Regions from separate parts of the Zea mays genome. Here regions 1, 2 and 3 are each linked to region 4. A link is a contact called in public Hi-C data. All regions are on one chromosome and are shown on one strand. Each heading gives the region's core, a stretch centred on a gene start, on an enhancer-like site or on the middle of the called end of the contact. The rest is flanking DNA. Distances are from core to core; before and after follow the strand shown. Region 1 holds the start of LOC103641317 (protein CHROMATIN REMODELING 35). Region 2 holds the start of LOC103641187 ((E)-beta-farnesene synthase-like). Region 3 holds the start of LOC100274526. Region 4 holds the start of LOC103641314 (U-box domain-containing protein 8).

Region 1 (2,858 bases), core at 257-2,756, 240 kb before region 4:
TGGTTGCCAACTGGTTTGCAAAGGAAACTGATTCACCAGAGCAGAACCTTGGCCATACGGAACAATCTGCGTGTTCTTACTACCTCCATAAGCATGCACGGTTTCAAATGTTTGGCTCCCATTAGTTGCCATCCTTTCTGCGATATTACTAGCCAATACAGATGTTCCGAGTTCTTTGTTCATCTCAGATGCCAACTTATTGTGTTCTGGACTGTTTCCATCTCCATCCTCATCATCTGAATCGAGAACTATTATGTCACCCTTTCCTTTTTGTTCGGCTGGCTCCACGGAATGGTTGGTCGATTTGCCACCTCCGGTTTTGCTGGCTATCGCAGAGGAGTTTTCAGAGGCGCGTTCCAGACTAGCAATGAACTGACGGATGTTGTCCCAGTCCTTGCTCGTACCGCCAAATACCAAACTGTGGTTCCTGTTTGCATCAGGAAGTGCGTGACCGCTGGGATACATTGCAGCTATGGGTGTAAATACACTGCCGTTGCGTTCCGAAGGTTTCCTCTGCCTGCTGTAATATATGCCTACAAATACAGGAAGGTGGTTACTGTATCAGAAGAGACTAGGAAAAGGCGGGGAATAAGAATCCAACCTAGCCCAACATTCTAGCATCGGTGGACTCAATTCCTGATGATGAGTTGACGACTACATACAGAAAGCGATAGTAGGATCATAAACTGTGCATCCACAATGGCCTATTTGCACGGACGAACAGATTGTAGAGGAAACAGAGATGAGAAACGATCGCGCGACTAGGTGGCTTCGAGCCAGGGTTTTCCAATATCGGGTGTTCCCAGGACAGAGACCTCAAACCAGTCGATCTAGGCTTCTGCATTTGTCAAAGCTCTACGATGTAGACAAACACACACACACACATAAAAAAAACTAAGACATGTTGGTTGGTCCTGATCAACATCGTGCTAAACATACCTTCCCGTCCTCCCGGTGACTGAGACATCGGTGAGTTGATTGCCTCTTGCCTGCGTCTTGCGGTTGCGGCCACACCTTCCCGTCCTCCCGGTTGCCCTGAGCGTTTGCGGCTCTGAACTCCCACTCCCCCAGTGTTGGATGGGGCACGCGACAGTGGAGCCGGGACAAGGGCGGCTTCCGGTGGCTCAGAAGTCGCGCGGGCGCACTGCCGGCCGGCAGTAGTCGCTACCCGCCATGCCGCTTAGGGTTTAATCGATTCGAGGATCGGGGATTTTGGGTGGAAAGGACGAGGACACAGGATGACAGGAGAGAGTGGCTGCATATACAGTTAGTTACACACACAGAGACAGAGGAATGGGGGAGCAAGGTGAGGAGTATATCAGTAGAGAGACTGAGCATCATCTGGGCCCCGCCGTGTGCCATGTGTCATCGGGGTGGCTGTGCGCATCATCTGGGCGGGCCGACAGCGAGGAAGGAGAAGGGCCCGGGACGCCCGATTCCCGATTCGGGGCGAAAGGAGCCCATGCCTCCTGCTTGCAGACGGGAGGTAAGGGACTCTCTCGCGCCTCGCGGGCCCGGGCTGGCAGAGACAATGAAGGAGAGACTAGGCACTCGGCAACTGCGCACGATCCAAATGTTTTCCACTATTTATTTGAACATTTAATTAATATTAATCCAAAATAAATAGAAATAGAGACTGATGCTAATTTGATCTGATCCTTCAACTTTATCTATACCACTATATAATCCATCAACCCACTCAATCAAATCACTCCATACTTATAACCCCACTAAATCCACTAAACAAATTACACCTAAATTTAACACACAATCAAAACCAACGATTCAGATCGCTAATAACACACCTCCATTACTCACTCGAATCCAAATAGACAATATTATTTGAATCATCCTTATCTCTCATCCCTTCCTCTTCCCCCTCCCCTCACTCACGCTGCTGCCACCAATGATTAAGGTTGTTAAACTACCGAACTTTTATACCTGCTTTTGAAATACAATATTTAAACATGTTGTAAGGAAAATGGACCCCGTGCCATTTGGCTAAGTAAGTTTTGGTGTTTGATGATTAACACAATCTGTGGACTAACAAGTTTCCTAGTGTTTATGATTATAGTTCACAGGATGCAAGAAGTACTTGGACTAAGGAATTGAGGAAAGCAACACCTCAAAAGAAGACATTAAGAAGATATAAGAGAAGTCCAAGAAATGGAGGCGTGCTGCCTGCGGACTGTCTGTGCGTGGAGCACCGGACTGTACGGTGCCCACACGCCGGACTGTCCGGTGCCCACACGCCGGACTGTCCGGTGCACCTGGGAACAGCAGCCCAACGACTAGTTCCAGGTGGCACCCGAAGAGAAGACCACCGGACTGTCCGGTGTGGAAAGCCTGCGGCGCCAACGGTCACCTGCTATGACAGGGGGTCAGACAGGGCAACGGCTAGGCGCACCGGACATGCTACAGTGCGCTGTCCGGTGCACCACCGGACTGTCCAGTGTGCCGCAGAGAGCAGCAGCTTTTCTCCAACGGCTACAATTGTGTTGGGGGCTATAAATACACCCCCAACCGGCCATTCTCAAGTGTGGGAGCCCAAGCAACATACCAAGCAATATTGTAGACATTCCCAAGTGCTCTTACACCCAAGTGCTTAATAGAATCACTCGGTGATTAGCGTATGTGCTTTGCGAAGTGCTTAAGTTAGTTAGACCGCTCTAGCGCTTGCTCTAGGTGAATCCTAGTTAGTTGAGTGAGTTTAGACAAACCACACAACCCCTCGGCTCTTGCGTGAGCCGTTGTAATTGTACCGAGTGGGGCGAGAGTCTTGCGAGACCGTGACAACCGCGTTTGTGTCACGGCTGCCACCGTGTACCGGAGGGAACGAGGCCCACGGCGTTTCGGCC
Region 2 (2,700 bases), core at 172-2,671, 200 kb after region 4:
GCAGCCGCATAAAAAAGGACCAGTTCCTTCCATGGCCTATATGTATGCATTCTCTCTCGTCACCATGCTCTCTCCGCGCTCGCATTCACACGCTGTTGCAACGAAAATGATTTGTTAGTTAGCCTAAGGGCATGTACAGTGGAGAGACACCAAAACGGTTCTCCAAGCACAGGAGACAACTAAGAGACTTTATTGTACAATGGAGTATCTATAAACGTAGTCTATTAATAAATACAGAATTAAATGTATTTGTATAGCATCAGATCGATAGAACAGACGACAAATTCGTACAGTGGGAAGTGAGGCGTCTGTTGTTACTTGGTTTACGAGCCAGAGGCGTCTCTTCACGGAGAGACGGCTCTAAGATTATTTTGCAAATAACCCCCCTAAAACACCTTAAGAGCCCCTACATTAAACACCACTGTATATGCCCTAATATATTAGCGTAGGTAGGAAGGAGCAGTAGAGGGGATAAGGGAGGCAGGTAGGATAGGACTCGATTATCAGAGTTCTGTTTCTAGATAGTACCAGCCACCAGGAGGCCGCAATCACACACTACAGCCAGTCAGGCCCACACACACGCCGCCCACACACACGCCTGTAAGGACGACGGACGGGACGAGTCTGCTTTGCTGTGTGATGTATCTCATCCGGAGTCGCACCATCTTGCTTGTATGATGTCCCTATCTCAGCCACGTCTCCCTGGTTGGTGACACTCCTCGGTTCCCCAAGCAGATGCAAATGGAAAGCACTGACGAAGCGCCTCCTGGTCCTCCCATGTTGCAAGTTCAAGTGGAAGCCCAGACCATTCCACCAGGACTTGCTGCACCAGACGGTTACTCTTGGACAGGTCACGAGTTTGCAGCACACGAATTGGCACACGGCGCTCTGGAAGTGACGCCCGAAGCGTTGGGAAGCTGTTCCTTTAAAATCAGCAGCAAGCTTCAATTGTGAGACACGAACCAATGGGTGTATGTACTTGAAACTCAGCTTGTGGTGAGCTCGCGACATCACAGATGATTGAGCATAGGGCTGTAGTTTTAAGTATACTCAATCCCCAATTGCAAAGGAACGCTCAGAACGATGTTGATCTGCTTGTTTCTTCATTCTAGCCTGAGCCTTCGAAAGAGGAAGACCCCCAACACTAGCTATAGCATCAGGCGGCATGAGACCATAAACAACTTTACAAATTTAATTTCGTACCCTTAGTTTTGCGACCTTCCTCATTTCTACCCTAAGCCGTATTTTTTTCTTAGTTTTACTCTTCTATTTCATAGACTGGAAGAACAAAACTAATAAAAAAATATAAATAAGGATAAAAATAAAGACATCAGCAAAACTAAGGACACCAACTCAAAAAAAACCCGATCTATATAAAGCCAGCAGATGGACCGAGCTCTATAGAGCCCATCCTCTGCTTCGGCACCAGCAGCTAACCGTCCAGAGAACAGAACAGAGATGACCACCAGCGTCCCCGTCCCTCTGGCTTCACAGCCACAGGCGCCGCAGCGCAAGCCACGGACCTACACCCCGAGCCCATGGGGTGACTTCTTCCTCCACCACACCCCATGCACTCCGTCACAGGTAAATACATACATACATGCTGCTCTGTCTACGTCATGGGGTGGCCGCATCTACTTTCAACGTCTTGTTCTGTCGCAGCTCTTGTCGATGAAGGAGAGGGCAAAGGTCAAGGAGCAACAGGTGAGGCAGATCATACAGGAAACAATGGCCTCCTCCAACCTGCTTCGGAAGTTGGAGCTTGTGGACACGCTGCAGCGTCTCGGGGTGGACTACCGCTACTACGAGGAGATCGACCAGTTGCTTCGCTCTGTCTACGACGACGGCGACAAGGATGGAGGCGGCTCCGACGATCTCTACCTCACCTCGCTGCGGTTCTACTTGCTCAGGAAGCATGGGTATACAACCTCTTCAGGTAATACGAAGGCAAAACACAGTTCCTTCCTTTAAACTTTGAATGAATGAATGTTCAAATAGTACGTGGACGAGCGACACAGATGTGTTCGAGAAATTCAGGGACGAGCGCGGGAGCGTCTCGAGCGACGATGCCAGCTGCTTGCTCATGCTGTATGACGCTGCTCATACGAGAACTCACGGGGAGGAGATTCTTGACGACATCATCGCTTGGAGCAAGAGCCGCCTGCAATCCCTGCTGGAGGAGAAGAACCTGGAGCCAGAGCTTGCCGAGGAGGTGAGGTGCGCTTTGGAGACGCCTCGGTTCAGGCGGGTGAAGCGAGTGGAGGCGAGGCGCTACATCTCCGCGTACGAGAAGAAGGGCGGGCGAGATGGGACCATACTAGAGTTCGCCAAGCTGGACTACAACATCTCGCAAGCTATCTACTGTGATGAACTGAAAGAACTTACAGTGTAAGCAAACTACGCATCACAGTATCGTCGTCACACTGATGTTTGCTTGATTATTATTAACAAACAGTAATAATTAATGTTGACGGGTTTGCTAAACCCACTAAATTTAAATAGTACTCCCTCCCGTTTTTTTTATTGTCGTGGTTTAGTTCAAAAATATACTAGCGAACGACAAATATTCGAGAATGGAGGGTAGTAATAAAAATAGAGATTTTACTCACTAATGTATATATAGATGGTGGAAGGATTTCCAATCACATATAGATATGCGCTTCACGCGGGACAGATTGGTGGAGCTTCATTTCTGGATGC
Region 3 (2,905 bases), core at 208-2,707, 170 kb before region 4:
GGTACGTAATAGTACTTTTCTTTTTAAAAAAAGTTGCATGCACCAGGCGTATAGATCGCCAAACGGGCCGGCCCGACCCGATCCGACACGACCCGTCAGGCCCGGCTAACGATCCGTGCCGTGCTAGACGGGCCCACGTGCCACGATAGCGGCCCAGAAACGGCCCGTTAGCCTGTTAGCCGGGCCGGGCCGGGCCGGTGGCACGTTGGTCTATCTGAGTATATTATATAATTTAGCAAAAAAATATGTAGCTATGGGGCTCAAACACACAACCAAGTATATGAGTGACTTAAACAGACCCATTTAGCCAGTGCTTAGTGTAGCTACCTGAATAAAGTATTGTCATCTCCTTCTCTCCTCTCATTGAGACTGCTAATCTTGAATATAGCAAACTTGGATATTGTATTAGCTTAGTTTGTAGTATACTATTACACGACTCTAGCTATAGCTAGCTCATATACAAACCATCACATGATATATAGATACACACACGCATGCATCATACATGCATCTATAATACTTAATTACACGCACGCGCGCTATCTCTCGATCGTGAAGAAGAGAGATTGCTAGCTTTATTCCGGTCCGATGATGATATGGACGCACACATATATTTATACATAGATCCTTGGTTCTACAATACGTTGACAGTAATCTGTATATATGCTTCGCGTAGTGGTTTTGGTTGGTTCTTATTGTCTTCACCGCCGTCGTCGTCCTCGTGGATGACGACGAGTCGCCGCCGTCGCCGACGCCATGATCAGAACAGGAACGCCGTCGGCGCGAACGCTGGCAGGGACGACGCGCTCTCAAGGTGCCTGTGTGTGTACAACCATGCATATCATGTCGTTCTCGGCAGATTAGACGTACATACGTAGAGACATGACACAGTGACAATCTCTGACAGGTATATAAATAGATAGATAGATAAGTACCGGTACTGCTTGCCACCGTGCGCGCGGGGCAGCGCCCGGGCGAGGTCCCAGGACGCCGCCTTCCTGACCTTGACGGCGTCGGTGCTGCTGCTGTACTCCTCGCAGATGTCGCCGAGCGAGGGGCGCCACTGCTGCGGCGCACCCGCAGCAGCCCCCAGCAGCTGGGCGGCTCTGTTGGCCCTCCTCCTCCGGCGCCTCCTCGCGGCGGCGGCGGCAGCGTGGTCCACGGGCGGCGGCGCGTCGTCGATGGGTCCAGCACGGCAGCCGAAGGGGACGAGCGACAGGAGCCTCATCAGCTTCCTGCGCACGAGCCCCTCGGTCTTGGGCCCCGGCCCGCCGCCCTCCGGTCCCCTATCTCTCTTGCCTCTCTTTTTCGTGCTGTACCTCTCGATCTGGGCCAGTTTTTTCTCCCTCTCCCTCTCCCTCCCCTCTCTACCGCGGCGGCGGCGGCGGTGGCGAGACCTGGTCGGCAGGCACCCACTGGCGGTGAGTGGTCAGCCGAGAGCTGATCGACGAGCGGAGCTGCTGTGTCGGTCAGTGTGTGTGTGAGGGGATATCACGATTTCGGGTGCTGCTTTATAGAGTTCTGATAGGGGTAAGATGACCGAAATACCCTGGGATCCTGTAGAGCCGGCAGGGGCGGTTTTGGGAGTACGTCTAAAATCTGCTGGGTTAGTGGCAGCAACGAAGGTCGAAGACGATGGATGGCGTGCCGGACAGGGCAAAACTATATTTATTTTTTATTTATGTAAAATGTGAATATGTAGGTGCTTTGTTTTCTTAAACGTATGACGCAAACAGTGTTAAATGTGGACCCGTGTGGGGCCCATAATTAACATGGGCGTTCGGTGGGACCGTGCATCCCATTATATTCATCGATGTGTGTAGTAGGTCATCAGTAGCACATGTTTCGTCAGTATCGTGTCAATGCTAGACCTCTGGTGTGTTCTAACTGTATATGAGTGAACATGTTCTATCATAAAAGGTGTGTGTTGCATCTGTGCTTGCTGATCATGTTTCATCATCATAAAAGGTGCGTGATGATGTTACTTTGGACAGTGCATGATCTAATGTATCAACCACGCGAAAATTTAGAACTATACAATTTAAACACCTTGATATTGATGTTGTGTGCAGATGGTTACGATGAATCATACATTGCACAATCTAATTAAATGCGGTGAACTCTATGATCTTTTGCACCAACGTTGTACGTACATGTGCCACACTTTCTTGATCAGCCTTATTATTGTCAAGGAGGTCCTAAACGCTCTTAAGCATCAACATGTCCGAGCTTGTATAATCTTCTTCGCTTTCGTGCTTACCGTTAGGGTATTACGCATGCTGACACATGGATCTCTATAACTGACACATGCTATATATATATATATATATATATATATATATATATATATATATATATATATATATATATATATATATATATATATATAGAAGATCCAATAACATCATTTATATTTAGAGAACCGTTTAGAAAACGCTGTCGAAAACATAAAGGTTGAGAAACTCCTCTAAAATTTAGAGTACCTGCTGGAGAAAGTGTGGATTAGCTTGAGCTACACCTATGCTATGCATTTGCTATATGTCGCTGTCTCATTTTGGTTTGGTTTGGTTCATGTCACTGTTGACGCATTCAAAACCTCCCATTTAATTTAAGATTTGGATATGAATAGCAGCGCGATCGCGTGGCCACGCGGCGTAGGTGGACGAGGTGCTTTGCCTGCGGCGCCGGGCACCTCTCGCCGTCACTTGGATCTCGCTGCCCATATATATCATCTGAGATTCTGGCCCATATATGTCTGATCTTGCACGACCCCCTGAAAGGCGCTCATGTGGCAATCCTCGACTCTTCACACCGGCGCCAACGACGAAGCCTGTCTGTCCATGTTGTGGGTTCCAGACCACGGACGGAACAGTGGAAGCGTCTACATGAGCACCAGGGGCCACAC
Region 4 (2,700 bases), core at 124-2,623:
ACAGCCCAATCCAATTCTACGCTTTCTCGAGCGTCCGGGCCAAGTCGACCGCGTTCTTGGCGATCTTGCAGTTGTCGTCGTTCACCAGAGCCTCGCAGAGGTCGAAAGCCTGCAGCTTGATTGCTTCCAGCGCCAACTCGTTGCTCTCGGAGCAAATCCAGTTGAGGACGAGCAGGGCCTGCTCGATTGCGCGCGCGTTGCCGCTCCCGGCGGCGCCCGTGAGCACGGACACGACGCCGGGGACCCTGCACAGCTCCTGCCGCCCCTCCCGGCACCGGGCGAGGAGGCCGAGCACCTCGACGGCGCGCGCGGAGCCGGCGGCGGCGAAGTCGGCGAGCGCGGGCGCCGCGCCCTCGCGCACCGCGCGGCGCCGGTTCTCCGGCAGCTTGCAGAGCTCGTAGAGCGCCGTGGCGGCCTCGCGGCGCTCCCGCGGCCCGCCGCGGCGGAGGAGCCCCGCCAGCGCCGGGATGGCCGAGGGGTGCGCCCCGATGGTGCACTTGTTCACGTCCACGGTGGCGAGGCTGGTCAGCGCCGTGGCCGCGGACGCCGCCGCCGCGCCGCCGCGGGACACCGCGGCGGAGAGCGCGTCCACGGCGCCGTCCGCCACGAGGCCCACGCGCGTGTCGTCACCGTCCAGGCTGAGGTGCAGCAGCGCCCTGGCCGCCGCCTCGTCCCCGGCCTCCGCGTGCCGCAGCAGCACCGCCGCGCTGCCGGACTCCAGCACCTCCTTCCGCCCTGCGGCGCCGGACTTGGCCAGCCTCAGCAGCGCCGGCACGGGCGACGCGGGCCGGGCTGGCACCGCCGCCGCCGCCGACACCGCTTCTTGCCTCGCGTGCGCCCCTCCCTCCGCAGGGACGAGAGACGCCGCCGCGGAAGGCGAGACGGCGGCTATGAGGCGGCGCAGCGCGTGGTTGGGGATGAGCGGCGGGGAGGGCGGCAGCGGGAGGTTGGTGACGGGGCAGGTGAGGTGCCCCCCGTCGAGCCAGCTCTGGATGCTGCGGCGCTCGAAGGTGTGGCCGGAGGGAAGGATGACCGGGTCCGTCATGACCTCCAGCGTGATGGGGCAGCGGAAATCGTCCGGCCACGCCTCCATTCGTGACGGCAGGATCCGCGGCGCCGGCGCGTTCACGCGAAAAGGGGGCGGGTGGAATGCGAAGCGTGTGGGACTCAGTCCTGGAGGAGGCCGAAGACGAAGAAGAAGAGGAGGTTGGGAGCGAGAGCGAGTGGGGAAAGGCCGGCACTTCCGGTGGACGGAAACGGGCTGCCGTGGGAGCGAGTGGGGAGACCACCCGGTGAGCTTAAGTGTGCTATCACTCTCAGTCTCTCACACAGTCACACGCTATGCAAGTCTCGCGTGCAATGAATTCTGTATATTTGTATATTTACATTATTGTGGAATCGTGCTATCTTCTCATATTATCCATTTTTACTTTAAATTATAAAAAATCTTATATCATATTTATTGGCGCGAAACCATTGACTTATCTTTCTAAATAGTCTATAGATACATTCGTCCGTCCGTATTCGCGAGTTACTAAAGTAACTTCTAGCATACTCTTTAGTACAATTCCGTACTTATCTTTCAATATTATCAATATCCGTTTTCAATATAAGGATGAGAAAGGGGCTTTTAGCATACTCGCTAGCGCAAAACCAAAACCGTGGCTTTATTCTATATTTTCAAGTTGCGCGTAAATGTGTCCTCCTCTTTTTCATACTAAAGTCGATAACAGAACCTCTAACATACCCATCATTGTAGAGTCGTGACTATCTTCCCCTAATATGTGTATCTGTTTCCATTCCGCAGCTGACAAAGAAGATTTTAGCGTACTCGCTAGCGCGTAGAGCGGGTGGATTTGTCTTCTAAACTTCGTTATTTGGCAATACATTCACCCGTTTCCATGTTAGGGTTGGTAAAACAAAAGCTTCGAGCATACTCGTTAGAGCCGTGACTAGAGTGTAGGAAGGTTAGGTGGAGCATGTCTTGCATTACCTATTGTCACACAAGTCAATGGCCGAGTAAACCCTAACATCAACTATTTTAGCAAACATCGAAACTGTTTCCTTTCGCAATTCCGACCGAGCCACGCCGAATCGACCTTCAAAGAGAATAATCCAAAAAAAACATATCTCTTGTCGCCTAGTCGGCGAAGGATCGTGAGATGCTATCTAAATGTTAGCCATCGACCGATGGTACCATAGCATCGAAATTGTGTGTGTTTTGGCTGGTATTAATGAGTTGGAGGATCTATGTATTAATGATAAGATATGTGGTTGAAACTATTGCCTATCTTTCTAAATAGTCCATAGATACATTCGTATGTTTTTGCGTTGAAGTTACTAAAGTAACTTCTAGCGTACTCTAGTACAACGTCATACCTATTTATTGGCGTGAAACAGTTGCCTTATCTTTCTAAATAGTCCATAGATACATTCGTCTGTTTTTTGCATCGAAGTTACTAAAGTAACTTCTAGCGTACTCTAGTACAACGTCATACCTATCTTTCAATCAAATCAATATCCGTTTTTGACCTAAGGTCGAGAAAGGGCTTTTAGCATACTCACTAGCGCAAAAACTGTGGCTTTATTCTATCTTTTCAAGTTGTGCGCAAATGTGTCCTCCTGTTTTTCATACTAAAGTCGATAACAGAATCCCTAACATACCCACCATTGTAGAGCCGCGACTATCTTCCCTCTAAT

Evidence for each region. A called contact is a pair of places that touch in the nucleus more often than the background predicts.
Region 1: a Hi-C map of leaf shows a contact between it and region 4, with 9 times the contacts expected there. The contact joins the promoter of LOC103641317 here to the promoter of LOC103641314 in region 4. A contact is called at or near these places in 5 of 25 Hi-C or Micro-C datasets (ear, endosperm, leaf and 1 more).
Region 2: a contact with region 4 is called in a Hi-C map of ear, with 1.8 times the contacts expected there. The contact joins the promoter of LOC103641187 here to the promoter of LOC103641314 in region 4. A contact is called at or near these places in 3 of 25 Hi-C or Micro-C datasets (ear, leaf and tassel).
Region 3: a Hi-C map of leaf shows a contact between it and region 4, with 5 times the contacts expected there. The contact joins the promoter of LOC100274526 here to the promoter of LOC103641314 in region 4. A contact is called at or near these places in 3 of 25 Hi-C or Micro-C datasets (ear, leaf and tassel).

Annotation. Positions count from the first base shown.
Region 1 is chr10:85,189,384-85,192,241 of Zm-B73-REFERENCE-NAM-5.0, reverse strand. It overlaps LOC103641317 (protein CHROMATIN REMODELING 35), which reads right to left and starts at 1,506. Exons shown (of 6, transcript XM_008664665.4): 1 at 940-1,506; 2 at 1-533. The coding sequence starts at 967.
Region 2 is chr10:84,749,407-84,752,106 of Zm-B73-REFERENCE-NAM-5.0, reverse strand. LOC103641187 ((E)-beta-farnesene synthase-like) reads left to right here and starts at 1,421. Exons shown (of 7, transcript NM_001364649.1): 1 at 1,421-1,584; 2 at 1,663-1,936; 3 at 2,019-2,388; 4 at 2,624-2,700. The coding sequence starts at 1,459.
Region 3 is chr10:85,114,144-85,117,048 of Zm-B73-REFERENCE-NAM-5.0, reverse strand. LOC100274526 reads right to left here and starts at 1,457. Exons shown (of 2, transcript NM_001148883.1): 1 at 936-1,457; 2 at 381-818. The coding sequence starts at 1,228. The coding sequence ends at 761.
Region 4 is chr10:84,948,411-84,951,110 of Zm-B73-REFERENCE-NAM-5.0, reverse strand. LOC103641314 (U-box domain-containing protein 8) reads right to left here and starts at 1,373. Exons shown (of 1, transcript XM_008664662.4): 1 at 1-1,373. The coding sequence starts at 1,093. The coding sequence ends at 17.